Linked DNA regions of Sus scrofa: region 2 is linked to region 1. The links are chromatin contacts, called in public HiChIP or PLAC-seq maps. All regions are on one chromosome and are shown on one strand. The core of a region is the stretch at or near the end of the contact, and the rest is flanking DNA. Distances in the headings are between cores, read along the strand shown. Region 1 holds the start of ZNF131 (zinc finger protein 131). Region 2 holds the start of NIM1K (serine/threonine-protein kinase NIM1).

Region 1 (6,061 bases), core at 1,660-4,159:
GCCTTAAATAACGAATACATCTCCCAATCTCAAGTTTTTCCTCCCCAACACACACATACACACACACGCACCCTTCTTCTCCTAATCTTGTCTTTTAGTAGACAACCTAGCCATCTATTTCATGGAGAAAATAGTGGTTTTCAGTTAGATGGGAATTTTCTCAACCTCTTGAAAGCAAATCTACACTCCTAAGAGCGCCCTACCTATTAGTTATTTCATTTCAATGCTAATAGAAAGATGTCCTTCTTCTTTTTTTTCTCTTTTGGCCACACCCAAGGCATGTAGAAGTCTCCTGGGCCAAGAATTAAATCTGAGCTGCAGCTGCAATGATGCAGCAGCTACGGCAACACTGGCTCCTTAACACACTGTGCCATGCCAGAGATCAAACCTGAGCTGCTGCAGAGACATCCTAAACTTGCTGCACTACAGCAGGAATTCCAAGATGTCCTTCTTCTTATCTAAGGCTGATTTGTTCACCTATTCTCTCAACTTCATCTTCTCCAGTCTCTTCCCCTTTTGCACAATTAGCCCCTTTTCCTCCTGTATTTTTATCATCTTCCTCTGCTGGATTTTCCTCTATCAGCATTTAAGTTAGTTAGGTCTCTCCCATCTCAAAACACAAAAACTAAAACTGACTTGATCCATCACTCTCTACAGGTACTCCTTTCTCTATTCTCTCACTTTCTAATGAGTTCTATCATTAAGAATCATCTCAATTTCTTTTCTTAATTATTCCTTAACCTACTTGGATATGGGTTTCCCCCACCCCGACCCGGACCATTTCTAATCATTATTTAGCTTGAGCACTTGTAGTACTACTGATTATACCCCCTCTTTTGAAACACTGACCTCATTGATGTCATGCTCCTCCAGTTTTCCCTTTCTCCAGCTACCATACTGTCCTTCCAGAGTCTTTCTTTCCCACTAAGCCCACAAACTTGATACTTCTCAGGGATAAAGTACTATACCCTCTTTCATTATGACCCTATAGGCCAAGAGTCCAAATTCAAATGCTTTAGGAAAAAGACAAGTAAAAACTGAATGATATGCACTGGGTCGAAGACACTAGAAAGTGATTGGGGGCTGTGGTGAACTGGATAGTTCAAATCCTACACAGAGATGGTAGTCTCTATCTGGCTTAATCCTATTGTTGTTCTACAGGAAAGCAGCCCTATATACTGGAATTTCCCAAATGCCTATTTATAAGTGTGATTTCCTCAGCTATGAATAATGATGATGATGATATTAAAACACCAGCAGTCCAATTAGACCTATAAGCTACCAGTCTATCATCTCTGCAGATTCTCCTAAAACAATCTCATCCATTTTCGTGGCCTCAATATCCTCTTTATGCTAAAATTTTCCAAATCTCTAAGGTTAGCTCTCTTTTCTAAGCTCCATAGATTCTTATATGAATTACTTAGACGACATCGTCTCCATTTAGCTGTCTCCTTAAAATTATCCTTCCCTGCCTCATCTCTCCCCAGTCAGTTCCTCCAGTTGTACTCCCTATTTTGGTAAATGGTACCAACAACCTACCAGCTCAAGCCAAAAATCTTGAAGCCATCCTTGACTGTTCTCTCTTATATATATAGCCATGAGGTACTTTCCAGACAATGTTGATTCTGTCTCTAGATTCTATCTAGTTTTTTCTTTATATACATGTACTTTTTTCATATTCCATCTAGTTTTCTAATCCCATTTGCCACCATGGTTTCATCTAGATTACTAACACCTTCTCAATAAGTCTTTACTCTTTGTATTTTGTCCCATTTAATCTATTTTCCATATTAGAGCTATAATTCTCTTTTTTTTTTTTGCCCCCCTTGGGGCCACACCCGCAGCATATGGAGGTTCCCAGGCTAGGGGTTGAATCGGAGCTACAGCTGCCAGCCTACACCAGAGCCTCAGCAACACAGGAACCTTGCAGCGTCTGCGACCTACACCACAGCTCAGGACAACACCAGATCCTTAACCCACTGAAAAAGGCCAGGGATGGAACCGGCAACCTCATGGTTCCTAGTCATATTCATTTCCGCTGTGTTACAACGGGAACTCCCTATAATTCTCTTCTTAAACAGAGTTCCCTTGTGGTGCAGCAGATTAAGGATCCAGTGTGGTCACTGCAGCAGCCCTGACCTAGGAATTTCCACAATACATTGAGCCAGGACAAAAAAAAGTAAAATTTACCATGTCGCTTTCCTGCTCAACCTTCAAGACTTTCCATTGTGACTATAAGAAAATCTTAACATCTTCAGCACTTTTTACAAGGCCCCTGTGGGTCTGTCTAGTAACATTCTTTCAGCTCCTGGAATGCTGTAGCCTTGGTGCCTCTTGGCTAAGAACACTCAACTTCATATTGCTTCTTATAGGTCACCAGTTTTCCTTGACTCCCAGATTATCTTGTTCTTCACATCTCATAACACTCGGTAGTCAGCACTCATGCAATTAAATGTTCAAAATGTCTCCTCCATAAACTAAGATTGGGAAGGCAGAAACTACATATGAGTTATTCACTGTTGGATTTCCCAGTCCCTTAAACAGTGCCTTAGCACAACGCCGGCTCTCAATAAATGACTAATGAAATAGTTACATTTACCCTTAATCAATACTAAATTCTTCCCTAATCCCAATCTTCCTTTTGAGAGAAAAGACTAAGCCTTGATCATATCATCTTCAAAAAGTCATTTTTTCAGAGGAATGAATGAATGACTTCAGTTACGTGAGCTGATTATGGGTCAACGGCCTCTTCAAGCGCGCAGATTGGGAAACAGAGAGCTGCAGTAATAGTACTAGGTGTAAAAATCAGAGCAGATGCAGGTCCTGAGCCTAGCAAACATGTGCTACTCGCCGAGCACTGAGAGGGCGGGCACCCGGGAGGAAGATCCTAGGCGGCCGGAACGTGCTCGCGCCCGTGGCCGCCGCAGCCGGCGCGGCGGCCACCCGGGTCTCGGAGCGAGCGCACGTGCGCCGGCCGGACCCAAGCGGAGAGAGCTCCGACACTCGCAGGAAATGGCGGGCGAGGCGTCGTTTAGGGGTAGGGAAAAGCGTGGGGCGAGTCACACCCCAAGAGGGGAGAGCAGAGAAGGAAAGGCTTTCGGGGACGGAAAGGAGAGAGGGAGGATCGTGAGCTAGGTAAGGCGGCCGGACCTAGGCCTTGGGAGGGAAGGGGGCGGGGCGGGACTGGGGGCGGTTAAGCAAAAGCACACTGGGAACCGGTTGCGAGTTTATTCTGAGGTCCGGGTTGGAAGTGTTCACACCTGGAATCAGACGTGGGCGTGGGTGGAAGGTGGGGCTCCACTCAGGACAAAGCCAGGCCCTATACCGGCTCAACCCAACCACACCCGCACTTCCTCCTTCCAGAGCTGGCGCCCTCGGCTCCGCGAGCGCCAAATCCTCTCCGTTAGCTCCGCCCTGCCACTACAAGAGGGCGGGTGGGGGCGTAGCTCAGTGGGTCGGCGCTCAGTAGGCGTCCGCGTCAGCCGGAGCACGACGCGGTGACGCAGCACGTCGACGTAAGTGACGCGCAAGCCCGGGCCGCTCCTCCTTCCCTGAGTGAGTGCCGGCCCGGTCGGGGCGGGGGAGAAGAGGGAGGGCGGGGGAGGGAGAGGCGACCCGGGAGTCGTTGTGGGCCGCGGGCCGGACCGGGTCCCGGGGCGGTGGAAGCCAGGGCCGGGCCGAAGGGCTTGGCGGGCCGTTAGAGGGCCGCGGCGGCTGTCGGGTCCCCTCCCCTGCCGGACTTGCGCGCCCCAGCGCCCGGAGCCTCCGGCGCTGTGCCCACCCCGCTCCAGCTCGCGTCTCCCGACTCCAATTAGGTCAGGCTCGGAGTCCCGCGGCCGCGGCTCCGGCGCCCTACGCGCGGCGGCCGCCCGGCTCGCCTTTCTTTCTTCACTCGTTTTCCTCTCCTCTTGCCTCACCCTCCCCCCTTCTTTTCACGTTGCTGGGTTTTGTTTTTTTGTTGTTGTTGTTTTATGCTTTAGGGGTTTTGTTCCTCAGCCCGAGCTCATGAGTGTACATTATCATGCTCCTCTTTTGTAGAGCAACCCGACGGCCATGGAGGCCGAAGAGACGATGGAATGCCTTCAGGAGTTCCCTGAACATCATAAAATGATCCTGGACCGATTGAATGAACAGCGAGAGCAGGACCGGTTTACTGACATCACCTTGATTGTCGACGGTGGGTACGGTGGTGGGCTGAGGAGCGAATTGTGGCTTCAGTTCTCATCTCCCTTTCCTCCACCCGCCTTTTTTACCCACCTTCTAAGGACTCTGTATCTAAAGTCTGCGGGGGGTGTGCACTTAAATGTCCCCTCACGGTAGACCATGCTGCAGAAGGCTGGTCACGCTTTCAACATAAACATGGCATTTTAACAACTTGCAGCCTTTTGAAGTGTTTCCCATTGCACACATTAGTGCACCATGATGGTATTGGGATAGGGAGGATGTCTCCAAATGTTCGGTTAGTGGAGTTCTGATGATAAACTGCTTTGAGAAGTCTCACAGGAGTCATTTGGGGAGTGTTGATTCTAGTTTCCCACATAGTCTTAGAGGGAAAATGTGAGAGATGACTTTGTAACACTGGTACAACGTTTTTTAACCCCCCCAAATAAAATAGTTTTTTACCAGTCTTGGGAGTTGTTGTTATAATGGAGGAATACTTAGAGTATTTTTCCTATTTACTGAAAATAGACTAAGGCAAACTTTTTTATAATAGGTTTGCTGTAGATTGAGTTTCCAAATATTAGGCATATTAAAATGTTTTCCATAGTAAACACATCCAGCTTGGTGCTTATTCTGTGGCTTTTTCTTTTCTTTTCCAGTGATGTATATAACCTTTTGGGTTGTATTGATATTAGCAATTTCAATTGAATTGCTTGAGGCTTTGACTTAAGCAGTAGGAGGTTCCTTTATTTTCTGAAATATTGTGAGGTGGCCTATGAAAAACTGACTTAAGGCCTTTGAGGTAAAGATCTGGCTTCATGTCTAATTGAGATTAAAATTTGTCAAGATAGCTGCCAGAGTATAGTTTTATAATTACATTAAGAAAGATCTATTTTAGGAGTTCCCCCTGTGGCGCAGAGGGTCAAGGATCTGGTGGTGTCTCTGTGGCAGTGCCTGTTCAAATCCCCAGCCTGGCACAGTGGGTTAAGGATCCTGCATTGCCACAGCTGTGGCATGTGTCACAGCTGCTGCTCAGATTCAGTCCCTGGCCCAGGAACTTCCATATTCCGCGGGTACGGCTGATAAAGAAAGATCTGTTTTACTTTAATTTTATATTATGTTTTCTATTTGGTTTTTGTGACAATGGATGATTTTATTTTGTTTTTCTTTTTTTCCTCTAGGACACCATTTTAAGGCCCACAAGGCTGTTTTGGCTGCTTGCAGCAAGTTCTTCTACAAATTCTTTCAGGAGTTTACTCAGGAACCTTTGGTGGAGATAGAAGGTAGATGCTTATTTTATTTTAAATATAGTATTTAGCAAACATAATTTGATGTTTTATGCAGTTAATTTAGCAAGATACCTTGGGAAACAGCCATCAGTTGTTTCCATTAGGTGACTGGACAAATTGTTCTTTTGACACCTGAGAATTCTTACTTTTAGTAACATGCTTGGTAAAATAATTTCAGGAAAAAATTATTATGTTAAATGGTATTTGTTTTCTTAAAGGAGTCTTTTTTTTTTTTTTTTAGGGCCGCACCCACAGCGTATGGAGGTTCCCAGGCGAAGGGTCGAATCAGAGTTTTAGCCACCAGCCTACACCAGAGCCACAGCTACACGGAATCCAGCCACATCTGCAACCTATACCACAGCTCATGGCAACACCAGATCCTTAACCCACTGCACGAGGCCAGGGATTCAACTTGAGTCCTCATGGATACTAGCCAGGTTCGTTAACCACTGAGCCACGATGGGAACTCCTTAAAGGAGTCTTTTTCATTGCTGAAAACCAGTAGCCATTGTCTTTTGAAAACATGTGTTAAACGTGAGTTTCCATCTTATTTCATGGGTTTGTTTCAGACTAGTGGAGATGCTGCTGCAGGCCTCTCCTTGCAACATTGC
Region 2 (6,061 bases), core at 1,278-3,777, 44 kb after region 1:
TTCCGCACGGAGGCATAAAGAACCTGAGCCTTGGTGAATCCAGATACAGGGTGAGTAACTCCAATTTAAAACCGTGGGTTCAAGTCCCAACTGGGTTTTGGCTGGGTTTAAGTCCTGGTATGTGGGTTCAAGTCCCAATCTGTGTTCTGGCTAGGTTCAGGCTGTTAGTGAGTGCTGTCAGTTTCAGGAGGGCCTATGACAGATTATATGTCAGAATGGGAGTTTGAGGCTTTTGGTTTCCAGGCAGTTACTTTATGCAACCCGGTTCTGTGTATTGTCAAGTTGCAGGATTCAAAGAGCGTTTTATTTATTTTTTTATAAGAATTTTTATTTTTTCCATTATAGCTGGTTTACAGTGTTCTGTTAATTTTCTACTGTACAGCAAGGTGACCCATTCACACATACATGTATACATTCTTTTTTCTCACATTATCATGCTCCATCATAAGTGACTAGATATAGTTCCCAGTGCTATACAGCAGGATCAAAGAGTATATTTTTAAATATGCAAAGGTTTATCTTGTACTTTATTGTTTTAGAGAGAAAGAATGATGGCATGTATTATTTTAAGACTACTCTTTTTTTTTTTTTTTTTTTTGGTCTATTTTGGGTCACCCCCACCGCATATGGAAGTTCCCAGGCTAGGAGTCAATCGAGCTGTAGTTGCGGGTCTACACCACAGCCACGGCAACACCAGATTCAAGCTGTCACATCTGTGACATACATCACAGCTCACAGCAATGCCAGATTCTTAACCCACTGAGCGAGGCCAGGGATCAAACCCATGTCCTCATGGATACTAGTCATATTCGTTATGGCTGAGCCATGACGGGAACTCCTTAAAAGACTATTCTTTTTAAGAATAATCCTTTGGTCTTTTGAGGAGAAAGTCTCCCTTTAAAGACACACTTTTATCACAGAGAAACTTTATCCTACACAGGTAGATGACAACTCTCATAAAACAAGGAAGCAATTATTCCAGATTCTTGCTTTTCCTGTCAGTCTCAGTGGTCAAATTCGTGGATTCGTGGAGCTGTCCAAGGTTTTATTTCTTGCCGTTTTTGTTCTGGCTCCTTTAATCATCATTCAAAGAGGCAGCAGAGGGAAGTGAGGAAGTGCACCAGACTCCAGTCAGACTGCCGGGTTTGAATCCCAAAACCAGCACTGAACAAGTCATACTGCGACACTGAGCAAGTCAAATAACCTTTCTAGGTCTCATTCTCCTCATCTGTAAAAACAGGGATGCTAATAAGAGCACCTAACTTAAAAAGTTATTATGAGGATTTAATCAGTTACTCTTTGTGAAAGCATTTATAACAATGTCTGTAGGTAGCAAAAACAGGAATCTTTGGGTTCTCTAATTTCTACCATAAGAAGGTTTTTAGGAGTTTCTGTCTTGGCGCAGTGGAAAGGAAACCTACTAGGAACCATGATCTTTCAGGTTCGATCCCTGGCCTTGCTCAGTGGGTTCAACATCCAGTGTTGCCGTGAGCTTCCATGTAGGTCGGCTCGGATCTGGCATTGCTGTGGCTCTGGTGTAGGCCTGCAGATACAGCTCTGATTAGACCCCTAGCCTGGGAACTTCCATATGCTGCACCTGCAGCCCTAAAAAGACAAAAAAAAAAAGGTTTTTAAACTTAGGTTACTTTTCTCCTCAGCTCTTTTGCTTTTGTAAATATGCCCTGGCAACTGTGAATCCAGGATAGAGCAACATGAGGAGGTGGAGAGTGCTCACTGAGCTGTGACCTAAGGTCCCTAGTCTTGGCTCTACCATTACGCAGCTGTGTGACCCTGACTAAGTTAACTGACTTCTCTGTCTTCAATTCCCTCCTCTGTAAAATGAAGGAGTAAATCACCTCAATGCTTTAGTATTCGGTGGGTCACATTCCCTCTTTGTTTGTAAACTGGAAGTTTGACATCTACCATTAGCCAGAGGGTCACAGCTGGGGGGCACACAGGAAAGTGGAGATCCACTGCCTAAGTGCCACCAAAGGAGCCAGGCCAAATGTTTGAGAGGAAATCAGGGCAGAGGGTGGCATTGGCACTTCTTTCTGCAGAGCCTAAACCCTGCCAGACTCACCCGAAGGAGCTCTCACGGTGGTTTGCTAGAAAACTCCCTTTAGTTGGGAAGATTACCGGGTCGAGACTCCCAAGGACACAGAAACCTTTTTGATCAAGAGTATGAAGCGGCTCAGTATGAGGCGTGACTTGATGGGAGCAGTGTCAACCTTCTTTCGGCTGTGTCGCAGTTTCCCGTCCGTGCTCTAGGAGGGGTTCTCTCTGTGGCAGGGCCAAAACCCCCTCCTCGGGAGTCTGCGATGGGTGCCCCTGCAAAGCCAGCTCCCCTTCCTACAGCCCCTCCCTCCTTGCTGCCATAGAAACCAGACTAGAGGTCCAGGCCCGCGCCCAGTTGCCCAACCGGCCTCCCGGTCCCAGCTCTCCCCTCCCCCTCCTCCTCCCCCAGGCCAGCCCCCCTCTCCGGATTGGTCCTTCGGGAAACGCTGTGGGGCCCCTCGGTCCCCTTGGCGGAGCCGAGCCGCGCCGGCGCGCCGGGTTTGCAGCGGCCGCGGTCAGTCAGGTCAACCGCCCCTGACAGCTCCGGGAGCCTCCCGCCCCGCCGCTGCGCCCGGGCACCCACGCAACCCCCGCGCCAGCGCCAACCACCCGGAGCGCCTGACCCTGCGCGGCACTGCCAGTCCGCGAGCTGGGTTCGCCCCAGGTAAGCGAGGGCCGCGGGGCTCGCAGCCAGAGCCCGACCTGGTCGCCTCTTCCTCCGAGTAGCTGCAGACCTGGGTGCTGAGGAGGGGCGCCTCCCCTCCTCACAACCTGAGGGGAAAGGGAGACACAACTCCGGGGAGGGGGGGGCAAACTGGGGTCAGGAGAAGGTTACGTGCTTTTGGGGGCGTCCCCTCCCAGGCCCTTCGCGCGCGAGAGGAGAGGGCGTAAGAGGCAGAGTCCAGGGTGGGCCGGCGGTGCGGCGGGTGCCTGGATGACGCGTGCGCCCAGAGGTGTGTGCGCTTGTGTCCCTGAGTCCCGGCTTGGGGTGGGCACCCTTGTCTGTGTGATCGCCCACACGTGAGGCGGGGAGGGCAGCCCAGCGTTTCGCCCCGTGCACACCAGCTGCGCGCCACCAGCCCCAGCCGGAGCGAACCCAAAACTCGAGAGTTTGTAACCAGGGCGGGGGAACCTGCGTGATCCTGACTTGGCGGTGGGCGGTGGAGACAACTGACAGAGAACGGCCGCGGCCCAGAGGAATGAACCCTCCGCCACACCCCACACGGCTTTGTGCCCTGAAGATGCTTCTTTTGAAAGACTGGGCAAGTAGGGAGAAGCTGTCTCCTCTAACCTGAGGTCCCTTCAGGAATATTGGGAGCTCGAGAATTCCGGGGTACCACCCGGAGAGGATCGCAACAGGGTCTTTAAAACGCCATTTCTCATCAGCTTTTGTGTGCCTGACAGTATCTGAGTGGATGAAGAGGTCAAGGCAACGGATAAAGGTGCTTTTAGTCCTAACACGGGCATCGAAGGTTCAACCGGTGCACTTTTTTCGTCCCTTTCCTCTGTCCCTCCTCCTCAGTTCCTCTCAGCTTTTTTCCCCCTCTCCGCACCCCACCCTCGCCGTTTTCGTCCTCCGGAGTTTATTAGACAAGAGGGTTCTCTATTAGACCCACCCTCCCCCACCCCATTGCTCACCCATTTCAAACCGAGATTGAATGAACCACGTTCTAAGCTCTCACCCGTGCAATCCAGACAAGTTTGGAAATTAAATAAATCGTCTTTGCAGTCGAGGTTGCGGGAAGCCAAAAGGGAGACAAAACCAGACCGAAAAATCGATTCCGAGTTAAGTCAGGATTGGAAAGAGGAATCTAAAATGAGTATTTGTTTATGGCAATATGGTGGGTTTTTTTTTTTTAATGTTTGAAAAATATGTGTCGCTCAAGCTTGCATCATCAGTATTCAATGTGATTCACAGAAGAGCTTCAAAAGATGGTTTCTGTTAGTGTTGCAAAAGCACTTCTAATTTCGGTTCCCATGGTAACTGAAGAAGTCTCCCTGCACTGTTGAGACGCTGCCTGACTGGAACCAGGAACTGTTCTTGAGGAGATCTCCCCACCTTCCCTCATGTTACCATGGTAATAATAATTGAGCCTATAAGATACTTGTTTCTTTAAAGTACTAAAAGCCCAGGACATGTTGTTGTTTAATTCTGTCTTTTCAGAGTTTGCAGTTTGTGAAACGGATCTTCCCTCTCAGACAGCTGAGAGTAAACACTGCCCTCCAGCCAATCAGTCCTGCTGGCCCAGATCTCTTCTCACAGCTTACTGCACTAAGGGAGGGAGAGGAGAGTGTTTGATGTTAAAGGAATCCTGGCCGGGGACCAGATAGCTCTCCCCATTTAGCAATAAATTTGGAATCCTAATTAGCTTTCTAATTAGGAGATGGGGGATGTAGGTGGGAGGCCCAGAAAGAGGCTAATAGGGAAAAAGCTAAGTCCAGCTCTCCATGGACTGGTGTTTTGTGTGGTGTTGAATTTGCCTAGTAAAGTCCTCATGTGTTTATTTTTGGCTTGACCACTGTTAAGTGGTAAGCCTGAGAAAATCTTTTGAGAGGCCTCCTTCTGTGCTAGGAAAAAAATGTGGATAGATATTTAGTTTGAGGTGTGTGCTTTTTTCCCCAATAACTATCTGTATTTAAAATAAAGGCCGTTTTGTGTGAAATCTAAATTTCCCAGTAATAACTACAGATAGGCCATCGAGTCTATTTTTATGCTCTTGGTTTAGCCTTAGGTTTTCAGTTAAGAAGGTTTAATTTGGGTGGAGAGATGGTCTCATTTAAATACTTTTATTAGTAAGTGTTGATGTCTTTAAAGGACTATATTTTTTACACATCCACAATTCCTGAGCATTAAATCCTATAAATTAAACTTATATGTTGATAGCACATAATTGGAAAATTTGAAAACCCCAGACTTAGAGCTTAAAAAAAGAACTTGTCATAGTAAATTAATGTTTTAGCCAAATATCTTGTTCCATTTTGAGAAATGTGAAAAATAAAATATAATGTAAAATCCAACTGCATTCTTTAAATCTCATTACAGCATTTCTCTAGGAACTAAGGAACCTTAATTCATTGGCTGATTTTCTTTCAGTTGTTGAAGGGACAAACTGTTATAAATTTGTTTCATTCTATGGTTGTCATTCTATGGTTGTCATTTCCTATGGTTATTCTAGAAAAATTTCTCTAGAACTTAATTTATAAACCTCACTTGCTGTACAGTGGGAAAATAAAAAATTTTAAAAAATAAATAAATAAATTTCAGGGGAAAAGGAAATATTCAATTTTTTAAGAAGGCAGTAGTCTGGAGTTCCTTTGCGGTGAAGCCGGTTAAGGACCCAGCATTGTCTTTGCAGAGATCTTGGGTCGCTAATGTGGTGTGGATTCAATTCCTGGCTCGGGTGTGGCCAAAATAAGGAGAAGGAGAAGAAGGCAAAAATAGTCTACGATTTGAATGAATCAGGTCACAGTTCATAAATTACTTTCTCTCGAGAACTTCAAAGATAGCTCAGCCGTCATTATACATCCTAAGGCATATTAACCAGTTTTACAGATGGGCAAGTTGCATTCAAAAGACAAGTAATTTCTCAGATGGCCAAAAAACACGTGAAAAGATGTTCAACATCACTCATTATTAGAGAAATGCAAATCAAAACCACTATGAGGTACCACCTTACACCAGCCAGAATGGCCATCATCAAAAAGTCTAAAAACAATAAATGCTGAAGAGGGTGTGGAGAAAAGGGAACCCAATACACTGTTGGTGGGAATGTAAATTGGTGCAACCACTGTGGAAAATAGTACGGAGATTCCTTAGAAAACTAAAAATAGAATTACCATTTGATCCAGCAATCCCACTCCTGGGCATCTATCCAGAGAAAACCATGACTCAAAAAGACACATGTACTCCAATGTTCATTGCAGCACTATATGCAATTGCCAAGACATGGAAACAACCTAAATGTCCATCAACAGAGGAGTGGATCAAGAGGAAGCGGTACATATA

What was found. HiChIP or PLAC-seq counts read pairs in DNA pulled down with a chosen protein or histone mark.
Region 2: a contact with region 1 is called in an H3K27ac HiChIP or PLAC-seq map of skeletal muscle. The contact joins the promoter of NIM1K here to the promoter of ZNF131 in region 1. A contact is called at or near these places in 5 of 47 Hi-C or Micro-C datasets (brain, epiblast stem cells, fetal heart ventricle and 2 more) and 2 of 2 datasets of contacts at active chromatin or transcription factors (alveolar macrophages and skeletal muscle).

Annotation. Positions count from the first base shown.
Region 1 is chr16:27,811,065-27,817,125 of Sscrofa11.1, forward strand. ZNF131 (zinc finger protein 131) reads left to right here and starts at 2,910. Exons shown (of 7, transcript XM_021076671.1): 1 at 2,910-3,135; 2 at 4,039-4,177; 3 at 5,343-5,444. The coding sequence starts at 4,054.
Region 2 is chr16:27,855,581-27,861,641 of Sscrofa11.1, forward strand. NIM1K (serine/threonine-protein kinase NIM1) reads left to right here and starts at 2,528. Exons shown (of 5, transcript XM_021077039.1): 1 at 2,528-2,719.